Linked DNA regions of Mus musculus: region 1 is linked to region 2. A link is a contact called in public ChIA-PET data. All regions are on one chromosome and are shown on one strand. The core of a region is the stretch at or near the end of the contact, and the rest is flanking DNA. Distances in the headings are between cores, read along the strand shown.

Evidence for each region. ChIA-PET counts read pairs in DNA pulled down with a chosen protein or histone mark.
Region 1: an RNA polymerase II ChIA-PET map of memory CD8 T cells shows a contact between it and region 2, with 50 read pairs. The contact joins two enhancer-like sites. A contact is called at or near these places in 1 of 15 datasets of contacts at CTCF or cohesin (large pre-B cells), 5 of 484 Hi-C or Micro-C datasets (the N1E-115 cell line, cerebral cortex, cortical neurons and 1 more) and 7 of 115 datasets of contacts at active chromatin or transcription factors (DN3 thymocytes, T-cell acute lymphoblastic leukemia, astrocytes and 4 more).

The regions. Positions count from the first base shown.
Region 1 is chr13:91,699,703-91,706,751 of GRCm38.p6, forward strand. Ssbp2 (single-stranded DNA binding protein 2) reads left to right here. Exons shown (of 17, transcript NM_024272.4): 17 at 964-6,473. The coding sequence ends at 993. 4833422C13Rik (RIKEN cDNA 4833422C13 gene) reads right to left here. Exons shown (of 2, transcript NR_015501.1): 2 at 1,963-4,339. Among named protein-coding and RNA genes, the nearest start is that of Gm22778, 20 kb to the right of the region's middle. Within about 2 kb of position 2,854, at least 102 of the 459 cell types and tissues checked have an H3K27ac peak or open chromatin away from gene starts, as enhancers often do. A contact at or near this core is called in double positive thymocytes, effector CD8 T cells and memory CD8 T cells, where this site is marked.
Region 2 is chr13:91,090,247-91,097,198 of GRCm38.p6, forward strand. All of the region lies in intron 3 of Atg10 (autophagy related 10), which reads right to left. Among named protein-coding and RNA genes, the nearest start is that of Atg10, 130 kb to the right of the region's middle. Within about 2 kb of position 4,160, at least 129 of the 459 cell types and tissues checked have an H3K27ac peak or open chromatin away from gene starts, as enhancers often do. A contact at or near this core is called in double positive thymocytes, effector CD8 T cells and memory CD8 T cells, where this site is marked.

The sequences.
Region 1 (7,049 bases), core at 1,604-4,103, 610 kb after region 2:
GGATTCCTCCACTTTCTCCTTTCTACCAACTTTATAGCCACAGGTCTCTTATTGGATTCTTCAGTGTGGAGCCTATCCTTTGGACTTTACCCATGTCTCATCCTGAGAGGTGCTGTCTCTGTTGAGATGGTCAGGAGCTGTGCTGTGCTCAGTGGTGGCCTCAGCCAAGTCACTTGTCAATCTCATCATACTGTTATGCTCAGTTTTATGTACTGGATTGATACTGGAGTCCTGGCCGTGTGTGTGTGTGTGTGTGTGTGTGTGTGTGTGTGTGTGTGTGTGTGCATTTATCTCTGTGTGTGTGAGTGTGTGTCTGTGTGTGTGCATTCATGTATCTGTGTGTGTGTATGTGTGTGTTCCCGCATGTGCATGTGAGTGCATGTCTGTGTGTGTATGAGGCTTCTGTGTTAACACATTGGAGCATCTGGTCAGCAGAGCTGACAGTTGCTCATGACTCCTTACATAACTGTTCACTGAGCACTTTCTGTGTGTCGAATCAAGTATACAGTTGAAGGATTTTATATTGAATACTCCCCAAAGTGCTTGATATTGTCAGAAAGGCTGTTATAGGGGAGAAAACTGAAGGAGAGTTCAGGGAAGTCCCCCACTCACTGGGCTGTATATAGCAAAAGCTAGGCCTCACACTCTTCACTGTAAGCCACCCTTGAACTAAAGTTGTCCAGATTGTTTCAACTGTCCTCAAAACTTTCATCTGGCTTGGAAGGAGAGTCTGAGGACTGCATAATTATCTAGGTCCTGGGAAAGAATCAGGCTTTGTAGAGGAAATAATTTCAAATTTTAAACTAAGTAAAGCCATATAAGCTGGCTTGTTACAGTTCCTTATTTTCCTGAAGTTAAAGGTGTGTGCTTAATTGCTCATAGAGCCTAGCATCCATCCCTTGCCTCTGTGTCAGGAGAACCCTGCTGACGTCCCTGCTAACACTGGACTCTCTGTCCCTGTAGTACTCCCCCAGCATGACCATGAGCGTGTGATCCGTTGCCGCGTCTCTCATGAAAACCATCGTGAGTCAGCCCATCACAGAACTACTACAGAAGAAAACTACTCGTCGTGTACAGTTAGACAAAGGAATCTCAGACAACCAGACCACCTTTTAGTTCCTGCTCTCTCCCCTATTTTGAGAAGAAAGCGGGTCCAAATGTGATTCAAGCAACTGTACGGAGCGGCACATTAGCATTGCCCCCAACTGAACTGCGATGATTATCTGTGTGTATGTGTGGGAAGAGAATGCATCGTATATGCAGATCTGTATGCACATATACGCATACGTGCATTGACCCACAGGACATTGTAAGATAGTATCACATGACATCTTAAGTAGAAGTAAGTAGGACTTTTATGCCATCCTTTTTTTCACGTTTACACTTTAATTATTAAAGGTTGCTCCTGCCCTTCCCCAACTATTTTGTGCTGTGTACATCACTGCTTTATATAAGTTATTTTTTAAGGTGAACTCAGATGTTATGGTTTTGTAAATGTCTGCAATCATGGATAGGAATAAAATTGCTTATTTGAGAGCTTTCATTCACTGTGTCTGAAGCAAGTTGCCCGTGAGCCCCAGGTTGTACCAAGTAGAGACAGTGACTTCATCCTCATGTCCAACCAGGCACCCAGTTACCTTCTGTGCAAAGTAGTGTGGTGCTTTGTATATAAGGAAACCCCTCAACAGTAGCTCAGCCAGGGCTTCATACAGTACACTTCTGCAATAACTGCTTTAAATTGAGTTCTTTCTTGATTTGTGTGTCTTAGATGATGCAGAACTCATTAGCTAACTCAAATGACTTAAACTGTAGCAATAAAGTGACATGGGTTATCATACTTTTAGCACACATTCTCTCTTAAACACGATAAAATCCAAAAGTGATAACAAAACCACTTGTTTGAACTTACAGCGTCTCCCAGGGAACTAGAAGTAAATGTCTAATAAGACACAGCGAGAAATGGTGTTGTATGTTTATTCAGATTTCCTATGATCATTTCTACAGACACTTGAAAACAGACAGACACACTGACATGATTCAGGTTTTCAGCCCAGAGAGCAGAGAATGAGGAAACTAGAGGATTCTGCAGCGTTTCTGGTTTCACCCACCCAGTAGCTTGCTTGCTGGAGCAGAACTGATGGGTACCTGTCTGTTCTGTTGTCCCTGCTCTCAGGTGGCAGTTCCATGCCCTGTCTGCTCTGTCCTGGGTCAGAGGGCTTGCACTGGGAGGCAGATTATCTGTGTAGCTTATGTTCACTGCAGCTGGCTAGATCTCCATTTTGTGTCTGACAGTTCAGAAGGGAGTAAAGAAACAGTTTTAATTATCTCCCTTATGAAAGCACCCTGCTTGCATGACACTTCCCAGATCTTTGGGATTCCGTTTAATCCTATATCCAAACACCAAATCCTAATAGGAAAAGCATAGAGAGTTTATTTTATAATTGAAAAGACAGCTCTGCAACCCTTGCTGTTCTAACTGAGATACAAACAACCACTGATCTCTACCCTGCTAGAGGGTATTGCCCGGGCTTAGGGGCGAGGATTCTCCCTTTCCTGTGGGACTGTAACATAACTGAAAACGTTGACACTGTTTGCCTGCTGTTGGTTCTGGACAATTGATTTCTCTCAGATCCACATTGATTCATCCTTTCTGAAAATGGAAAATGTTAGCTGGGCATTCCAGGGATGCTGGGAGCATAGAGGATAAAAAAGATGAAGTAGCTTTACACTGCAGATCTAGAGGACAGTATATGAGTCATACTTTATAAAGTACAGCGTCAGCCTACAACTGTACCAGAGAGCAGCCTTGTACTAGCCAGCTACAGGAACCTGTCACAGGCAGTTCACACAGGAAGTCCATTTCCCCCCAGTCACTAGTGGCCACTTCCTTCTCTCTGACTGTACAGAGTTGAACTGTGTTCAGTGGGCTCGGTCTCCCAGCGCTTCCTTTCCTCATCTGCTCTCCATCTCGCCTGGCCTTCGTCTCTGTCATTCATCTTCTGAGAAGGGAAGCAAATGATTCCTACCACTCGCAGAAGTCATGAGCCTAATTTTACTTGGGAATCTTAGAATATAAATGACACAAATGGCATTTTAACAGTGGTTGATAGAGTAGCATCATGTGTGCTTCTAACCTGTTTTGTTTTTTAAAAAAGTAAAATGGTTTTGTTTTTGTTTTCATTTCCTTTCTTTCTTGGAACTCCGTTTAAAAAAATACCTGTTTCCAATGTTTAAATTCTTGAAAAACTGAAAAATTATTTTTAAGACAAAACTACGTTCTCAAACAGGAAAATAAAAGAATGCTTAATTTTTATAGCCAGATAACTTTTGTTACCCGGAGGGTAAGCATTATAACTATATTGATTTTATGTAGATCTTAATTATTTAACATTTATTGTTTTTCTGGTAAGAAATCCAACATTGTCATGCATTCTACGGCTGTTGGCCCATTCATGTCCTCTTGATGTATATGCTGCTTGCCAGAGGTTAGCTTTCTGCATACTTCAGCCCATAATAATGAAATCAGCAGTACTCACATATTTTGGGCATAGAATGCACCCATAAAATGTGACAATGGGCAGCAGGTGTGAGCATGCATCCGGTCACCCCTCCCTGCCCTCCCTAACGCACCGACGTTTGAAAGTTCGTGTCAGTCTTAAGTCCTGAATGGTTCTTAACCACCTGACTTTCTTACTGTGAAGATGCCCAGTGTAAAAAAAAAAAAAAAGGCTTTGATAATTTGATGGACAAATTATCGCTTTTTAAAAAAAACATTCCAGTTTGGGTTCAATTACCAGTGAACAGGAATTTTACAGCTAAAAGTCTGAGGTTAAGATTTCTTGATTTCTGAAAGACTAACAAATCAATTCCGCTCCCTTCAGGCAAGGAAAGTGCTCAGACACACCTGTCCCTTCAGAAACTAAATAGAGAAAAATTCTGTTCCCCTTCAGCCAAAGAAAGTGCTCAGACACACCTGTCCCTCCAGAAATTAAATAGAGAAAATCTGTTCCATTTCTCTTTTCATGATTCTGTCAGGCGTCTGAACTCCATTGCATTTGAAAGGACCATTCAGGTAAACATTCTTCAGCTTGGAAGTGAATTCATCTTGGCATGTGAAGCCCCACAGCCGCCTACATCGTTCCCCACATTGATCTGGGGCTGTGTCCTCAGCAGGGACTCTGCACAGTTCTCAGTACTCCATACCCCGGTTAGCTTGTGGCCCGGTTTCTCCATGCCTGCCTTCCATCCCAGGAGATGAGATGCAAGGGTTGAGCATCTTTTCCCTCTCGGCTTTGCAGCGTTTGCCTCTGCACAGTGTGTAGTACTGGTGGTAGTTTTCCTGAGGAAAGAAATTTCAGTTTTCATCCCTTGATTATTACTGTTCATCATAAGCAGTATGAGAGGTCACAGCTATGCAACATCTGAATGTCCTCTTGATGCTGTTTCCTGTTGTGTTTTGTGGGCTGTAGCTCTCCTCTCCTTGAGACATTAACTGAGGCAAGAAGCCCATGAATACTTGGTATATGGAGGGAAGATTGGTGTGATGAGACCATTATCACATGTTTTACCAAATGCCAACTAGTCTTTTGTAGTTTTTCCTTCTTAAATTTCTCTGATATGAGAAGCAAAACCCCATGCTAGCTTAAAACAATGTTTCTGATTTTAAACATTTGTAACAATCTCCCCTCATCTGAGAAATATGCCTTGAGAAATACAGGAAAAGCAAGAGTGTTAAAACCACCTCAATTCTGCATACTACATGTGTGTATATCTGTGTGTATATGTTGGGAGATGACAGCATAAATTTTGCTTCTAAACCCCACTTCTACTAAGATCATGTTATTTTATATAGCACTGTTGATAAATAGTAAACATTTTTTTTCTTTTGACATTTTATTTCATTGGTGAGATATCTGATACAAGTTATTTGGAATAGCAAGAGAGGAGAACACCACTATTCTATATATTGAACAATATATAAGCAGGAGTAGTTTTCCCAGGCCCAGATTTAGCTTCTCAGCATTGGCCTTCATACTGAGCTTGTCAGAAATCATGCAGTAATTATAGATTCCTATTGTACACATTTGTTTATAAGAGGTTGGATTGATATCCCCTAAAGTGTTAACTTTACCCATGAACGGTAATTCAGTTTGGATGACCTAATGATAAACACACATCTGAGACTTTCAATGACTTCTGTAGACTTTATTATGAAGAAAGATATCCAACTGACTGAGTCTCAGAGGAGTTTCCTCTGTGGAGTTTCCCGTGGTAACTTACAGAATTTGTTTCTTGAGTAAAAGAATCAATTCTGTATGGAGTTTAAATTGAAATGTGAATAGTTTTTGCTGTATACATTTTTAAAATGGAATACAGCACTAAAATGAAATATGTAAATGTTACAGCATTTAATGTGGGACTGAGTGTTTTCAATGTATGCATTTACTGGGTCTGATTAGGATAAACGTTTGCTTCACTTTGACTGTCCCAGTCACTGGAATCTTACGATCTGCTTCTCAAACACTTAGTGTTTCATTTCTAAAGCAAGATGGGCTGTTGCTTTGGCAAAGGTAAGTGTTACTATTCCTTGAAAAACAATATAAATACTTGTTCCCAGTTATTACATTTCACTTTTCTTTTGTGACAATTGGTCCCAGTGTATCACCTGAGGGTGAGGCTTGGGTCCCTTACAGGAGACTACAGTCTACATAGTATGCTGTAAGCTAAGTTCCTGTGTGTCTTTGTAACATTGTTGGTTAAATGTAATTAGCCATTTATTTGAAAACAGCACTTCAAATAACCTGTCCATCTTGCATGATTTGAGTAAAGATCTAAATTTTTTGCAAAACTTACAGAGATTTCTCTTGACATAAAGTGCTGACTGACGTTTGTGTGTGGATTTAGATCAAACTTCAAAAATATTTACTTTCTTTGCATTAAGACAATTAACAATATATAAACTATATGTTAGGCAAATGATTGGAAGGACATGTTATTGTTTCAGATGTAAAGATGGAGAAATATTTATACATAGAATTCTTTATCCATGGTAGCCATATTGAATTGTTTATCTAATTGTGATTTTAAGGATTTAAAATGTTTTCTTACCACATGTGTTAAATTGTTACTATGTCTTCCTGGAAAATGGAGTTATTTGTAAGGTTTTTATAAATGCACAATTTATGTATAAATATAATTGAAACCTGGGGTGACTTGGTAATTACTATCCTTAATTCAGTAATGGCCACCAGATACCTGACACATTTGTAAACTTGGCACCTGTGTGTGTATATATGTGTGTGCACATGCACATTGTTACATTTATTCTCAAGTGAATTTATCACTTAATGTTTTTGTAAAAGTACTTGAGCTGTTTGTGTAATGGAAAAGTCACCATAAAGATGTATATTAATGCCCCTTAATTTGGCACGTCTTCATATTTAATTTATAAAATACATCTTTTGATTTACAGTTTCTACCCTCTTATTTCTATCCTTTACTTCAACACTTAACTGGAAAAGTAAAGGAAATTGTTTGTATGAAGACAGAACAATGTTTCCTGAATGAGAAGTCAGGCTGTAATGTGAACATCTGTGCCCAGAAGTAAATCGGGCATTATACCCTAAATACAATTCAGGGATCAGTGGAGGCAAAAGATTTATAGGCAGAGGATTTGATGGTTGAATGGCTGGTTCTCTGTGGTCAGATAACAACCTTGCCTCCAAATATTACCAAATAGATAGCCTTTAAGGAATAAGGTTTTAGTATTTTGTTTCAAGTAAAATTATACACGATGTCAAAAGTAGAGGCATTTGTTCAGATAATCCATACCGTGCTTTCATCTTGATGGTGAACTGTGCGGACGGTCTCCTCAGTTCACCATAAACATCTACCTACAAAGTTGTAAAGTCAGTTCCTATGCTGAGAAGGAGAGGACAACTCCTAATTGGATCAAGAACCTATCCTTGGAAAGCAGTGGAAACACATATCCCTGCCCAGAAGTAATGTGCTAAACCCTGCCACCGCATCGTTTGTTACGGCTTTCATCC
Region 2 (6,952 bases), core at 2,910-5,409:
GCAAGCTGAGCAAGCCATGAGGAGCAAGCCATGAGCAGCATCCCTCCACAGCCTCGGCTTCAGTTCTTGCCTCCAGATTCAGAATCTGCTTAAGTTCCTGCCCTGATTTTCCTCAGTGATGGAATGTTACCAGGAAACTTAAAAGAAATAAACCCTTTCCTTCTAAAATTGCCATTGGCCATGGCGCTCTATCACAGCACTGCAAACCCTAGCTAAGACAGCAGCTACACAGAACCATCTCACCAGCCTCTCTCTCTCTCCACAACTTTAAATGAAAGATCTGTCACAAATAGGGGAAGAGAAAGGACATTAGCAGAGATGAGTAGGAAATGAGAGGGCAAAGGGGAGGTGGGGAAGATGACTGAAAAACATTATATACATGTTTTTTTAAAAATCACAATAAACCCAGTATCATATAGCTTGTATATATATACTCACACACACACACACACACACATATATATATATATATGATAACAATATCTTTTACACACCGTACTTTTTTTCTACCAAGAAACATGTATTTGAAAATTCCAGATTTCTTTTAAATAACACTGGGTTTTTTGTTTTTGTTTTTTTAGTAACGTTGAATTCTATTTAAAACAATGGGCACAGTATAACAAGATGGATAGAAAGGAAAGACAGGTAGGAGGTAAAACTATGGTTTAACCATGAGGTGTCCCCCATAGGCTCATGCTGGAACACTTGCTCCCCAGATTGGGGTGCACCCTGAAGTTCTGTACCTAAGCCCCACTTCCTGCTACCCTGTGCTGCCTGAGGCAGAAGCAGTGTGACCTCAGCCTTAGCTTCCTGAGGCCCTGTCTTCCCCTCACAGCTACAACAGGAATCCCTCTTGAACTGTAAGGCAAAGCCAATCCTTTGTCCATTGATACCTTTCCTATCAGCTATGAAATGGCAGCAGCAGGAAAACAAGGTTCCACAGACTGAATTTCCACTTCCCAAATTTCAAGAGAAGAAAATTTGTATTTATTGTTATTCTGTGGTTTATATTCAAGGGTGGCATCCCAATTTCTTCTTTGAAATTTCCAGTGACTTTATACCATTATACAAAATAACAGCGTTTTATCCCATAGAGAAATTCAAAGTAGAATAAATAAAGACAAATGGGCAAAGTTCCAGGGTGCTGTATGCATCTCTGGGAATTCACCCGGCTTCCAGCCAGTGGGCAGGTGTTCTTTCTCTGTGTTCTCTGACCTCTCACGGAAGAGTGAACTGGAAGTCGGCTTTGCACTTCAGCATGGAACTAGAGTTCTGTGACTAAGAAGTCTGAGCTCTAAGGTAAACAAGCTCAGGGGTTTCCCCTTGGTGGTCCCCACAAACATCACAAACACCTGGGTGTGCTGAGTCACCTTCTTTTACACTCTGGGCAGAGGCTTCAGAGACCTGCACACAGCAGTGATGCACATAGCTGTTGAATGGTGAGTGGGACATCTGGCTGCTCTCACTCCTCATTCTCTGTGCAGCATCTCCCTGCTTCCTTTCCTTAGCTCCTACATACAGACATCCCCCAAAGTCTATTTCTCACTTCAATTACCAGTCTACACTTGTTCCCTGAATTATCTCAGCCATCCAGAAGCTCTAGCCCTGACTTCTCTTTGGCGCTCCAAACATAAACTATGAAGTATGTGCTAGACATCTAGAGACGATGCCCTCCAACATCTCAAATGTGACAGGCCAAAATAGAGTCATCTTCTGTCTCCTGGCTTGTCACTGACTTGACAACCTGACCTACAGGATTTCCTGTGGGGGCAATGACATCATTCTGCTTCCTAATCACATAGTCTACAAACCTGGCAGTTGCCTTCATCCCTTCCCTCTGCCTTGTGCTCACATACTTTCATATTTCCATAATGTCTACAATGCATACCCCATCCTTCCCACATACACTGATGCAATATGATACAAAATCAGAAAGCACAATGAGAAATTATCAGCTTCAACTCAAAGCCTTAGGAGCCGAGTTCCAGTTCTGCTCTGAATTTGCTGTATGGTATATTACATATTATATAACAATTTGAATATCAATCTTTAAATCATGTGATAATGCTAAATGTATGAGACAGATACAGTTGTACATATGTGATATATACATATGTACAATGATTAATGTTATTTATACCTTGTACATAAGTGTCTCACTATATACATAAATATTATAAATGTAAACACAAACAAAATGCATTATTAATATCAAAGAAGTTATCACAGCCCACCTTACCTAGGGATAGAAATACACAAAAGGCTTATTATTATTATTATTATTAACCAAGATGTCATCACGTCTGATCCTACCCAGTGATGGAAATGAACAATTTTCATTCTCTCAGTTCTATACTACCCTTTCATTCCCCCAAAGGCATTATTTGATAAAATCCCAGCATGGAAGGGAGAAAGAAAAGTTCCATGCATACCCGAGGAGCTACTGGTACCTGATGGCTGCTGAGGGGGAGAAAGTCCTCCCAGAATAAAAGCAACTCCTATCACAGTTTCCAGTCATTCTCATCTTTACCTTCCCTTTCTGACCATCTGAAGCCCCAGGGCGCCTCCTCTACCACACAAGTTCTGTGGCCTCTAAACCTACAGCTGTTTGCCTCTAAAGACACCCTCCATTTATGCTGTTGCGTCCCAACTAGAATCTCCAGTTTGAGAAACCTTCCTTTCAACATTCACTTAGAATGTACCTTCTCTGTAATGGTGCTGATGTTTGAATTGGACTGTATTTTACTTTTACCATTCTTTCTTGCAAAGGACCTTTGCCTTTCTTTCTCTGTAACTAAATTAAAAATATTTTGGCGTACAGAGGTTGTGCAGTGCCCACCTTTTCCTCTGCATTATATTTATTATCAGTCTTAAAGTTCCATATTTAATGAAGGTTTACAGAAGCGAACTGCATAAATAAGGTCCCTTTACGTCTCCCTTTTAAAAAGCAACATATTTACACTTGAATCGACACAGTGAAAATATATAATCAATGGATGATTGGTTGTAGACATCGTTTTTAATGACGGGGAAGGAGGAAAATGTGATGCTTTATTAAGCTCTAATACTGTTGGGTGCTCCCTCTGCTGGCTTGCAGCAGCAATTCAAGAACAGGGAACTCAAACAGCACAAAGAAAGACACCCAGGTTGAGCTTCCTTGTACCCTGCACTTTCTGGGAACAGCCAGGCTAGGAACTCACCGTGAACTCATGCGGAAATTACCCACTTATAGGAAAAGGATTGTCTTTAAAAACTGTTTATAAAGAAAGAAAACTGACCTCACTGTTCTAATGATAATTTTTGTTTATGTTTTTGCTTTTTAACTAAACCACCAACTTTATGTAAAAACTCTTCTTATTTTAGAGTGAATTTTTTGAGCTATAGAACAGAATAAGGTCCTTTTGCTTTCTAATTCATGTTTATGTTTTAAAAGTCTGATCAGGAACATAAGGGGTTAAACTCTTCTTGTGTTTCTAAACAGAGTTATTCTGAGTACCCTGAAGGCATTTAATTCCAAAACAGGAAGCCACAGAGAGGAACACTTGGTTACACTAATGTTATGCAGATCTTTTGGAACATATTTTCCTAAACACTTGCTGAAAGAGCCTTTTCTATACAGCATGCCATCACACGAAGTTGGAGAAGGGTCCCCCACTTAGCACAGCACTAACTCTCAGACTGTTCTTTGTTACTTCCTTATGTCCTCCATTTCAGTTGTTTAAAATGGTTCTCTGCTTGATCACAGAAAAAAAAATTAAATAAAACAAGCTAGGGGCCAGGGAGTGATTGTTCACACCTGCAGCTATTCTGTACACACACACACACACACACACACACACACAAACTATGATGTTAGTTATGATGACTTTTTAAAAGATAACATAATAAGATTAACCTAAGATCAGTACAGACACCACTGTTAAAGATCAATGTCCTATTTTAAAACAAACAGCTGTTTGATAAGTTTTTACCTCTATTCTAAAACCTCCCTTGCCTAGCAGGCTAAAGGAGATCTCACCCTTGTAGCTGAAACAACAAAACACCACAGGCCAGTGGGTTTCTGTAGCTAAGAAGTGGGCAGGAGGGAACATCCTCTGTTACTGACACGGTGCTGCTGCGGCTGTCTCCAACACTGTGTGAGTGAGTATACAGCTGCCTACAATTCCCCGGCCAACCGGGTGAGGTACACTTTAAGTCCCTGAGGTGTGCCGTGGAAAAAGACCCCACACTGTGGTGAACAAGCGTCACAGCCACCTGACTGCATACACCATTTCAAGGCCATTTTAAAGAACAGCTCCCTTTCTCAGCCTCCTGGCTTATGTTCGGTTGTGTTTTAGAGAAAGCCAATGATCACTGAGCCATTATCCTTCTGTGCTGGAAATTAAGGCTTTGTGCACACTATCCATGAAGATGAAGTGCAGCAATATTAAAAGCACCAGGCTAGTCAGAAAAAGCCAGATAGGAAAAACAACGTGTACATTTGGCTCCGTTTCCGTAACTGTTTACCCCACTCTTTGCTTGTGTGGCGAGGGGATGTGCAAGAGTACAGCAGCCCTTTTAACCCTTCTGCGTATGGGGAAAACTGGTTTTCTTTAAGCGCTTTTGAGTGAACAAGAACAAGGGTATAGGGTATAATGGGTGCTGCTGTCATTCCTATACTAAAATTCTTGACATTTACCTCTGTAGATGCCCAGAGCAGAGAGACTGGCTAATGAGTGGGTGCTTCTCCCTCAGGTGAGGTGCCATGGGACCACAGCAGCCAGGCACAGAGTAGATGGCAGACGCAGGTCAGAGTAGAGTACAGAAGGTTATTAATTTCCAGACTCGCTGTCATCCAGCCTTGAAACTGCTGAGCTTGTATCTTTTGAGCAAGACTGTCCAATCCTGAGATTTAAATGTGGACTTTCAGCTCACAAATATGTCCTCTAGTGTTCAGAGGGCATCCTCACCGAAATCTACAGTTACATACATGACTATAGAAAAAACGTACAGCTCAGAAGATCTAACAGCGATTCTTTGCTATACAATGAGTCATTTCACTTTAAGTTATTCGGTGCTTTATTAATGAGGCAACAAGGTTCTGGAGCTACAAGTTAGCAGGCTTAGACAATATCCAAAAAGACATCTTGAAGTGTGCAAGAAAATTATTCAAAACATGATTTATTTTAATTTACCATCATATAAACGATGAATGAGCATAAAAACTTAAGATGTGGTTTGTTATAAAATGGAAATATAGTATTAAAAAACAGCTACACCTTGCTCATTCCTTATGGTAATTCAGTTGTCCAAGTAGTCAGTAATTATTATAGAGCAAACTACCAGTGAAATTCTGTGGAAAATCCATTGAGGCTCCACCTCTGATGATGTCATCACATGCAAATGCATGGTGGTGTCAAACACTGACTTTATTGGGTATTTGTTATAGCAGCTAGTTCTTTCCAGACTGATGCAACATAAATCAACGCAAGACAAATCTGCAGTACCATGCTTGTTTCAAAACACCTACAAGACCAATAAACACCAGACATTCGGAAACAAATATATCTTTAACTGGATACAGTGTTATATTCAGATGTCTTCCTCAAAATAATAGGTATTCTCTATGATTATGCAGCATAATCTTACATCGCTTTACCAAGGAAGTGACTTCTATATCCCCTTCAGACGGCAGATCTCTAAAGGTTCAGATCCTTCCATTCCCCTGAAAGTTAACTGAATACATCAGGTGTCTGAGCTCGGAGCTGCCCCCTCTGTCTTCCCTTCAGTTAATCCCAAGGTTACAGCCAAAGGAAGACTGACTTGTTGACTGTCCCTTGTTAGCTGGAGAGTCATAGTAGGTGAAAACCAGGCTTACATAAACTGCTTGAATAGAATAAAGAAAAACAAACGACACATGCTGACTTATGTATCATACTTATAACTGTGTACATTGTGATAAAAATTGAAAAAAATTTTAAATTGATGATTAATTTTAAAAACAAAGAGAAAAACAGAATGAACTAATATCTACATAAAACTTGGATGAGTTTTACAGACCAAAGAAAATACAAGAGAATATTTAGCACGTGACATGTTCATATAGGAAGAATGCATCTAAGTGTTAGCAGTCCATCAGCAGCAAGTGACTGCTAGAAAATAAAGAGGACCCTGTGACTCTAAGACCCTGTGACTCTAAGGATGTTCTGAGTCTTTATACCCAGCTGAAGTTGCACCAATGTCAGCACTCTCTGAAGACTAAGGGAGCTATACGAGAGCTGTAGATCATCTCCGTGCTAGGCATGCAGACATACATATATACATTACAATTTAGCATAGACTTCTAACACATTAGTCTTTGTGAGGGACTTGAAGGCTAAGTGGGAAGAGGAAGGAGAAAGTCTGAGAAACGGGTCTATTAACAAGTCACAGATATGTACTAGACAGTGTCAAAACTCAGTGTGGAGGAGCTAGCCTGAGTGGTCCATGTCATTAGAATTAGGCTCAGTGCCATCCTTATCAAAGATGCTTGCTTCTTCATGTTAGATACTATGCTGCCATGCTTAAAACTTTACAAATTATTTTACACCTATCTAGAATATGGAAATAGTTCAAAAACATTCCTAGAGTTTAACTTCTCATAATTCCTATGTCCTAATAATAAGTTTTAAAATAATTCACTAACCATTATTATTATTAGGGTGGGGGTCACATGTCACAGTCCATGTGTGGAGGTCAACAGTCATTTCTCTCCATTTACCTTTCTGTAAAGATAGAACTCAGGTCAGCAGGCTTCTGTGCCTGCCTTTGACTGCTGAGCCATCACACCAGACCATTCTTATTACTCCATTTCCATCCTAGTCCATCATTGGAGGAAGCAGGGCAGTAAGTCAAACAGGGCAGGAACTGCTTACTGGCTTGCTCCTCCTGCTTTCTAACAGTGCCCAGGACCACCAGTGATGGCACCACCCAC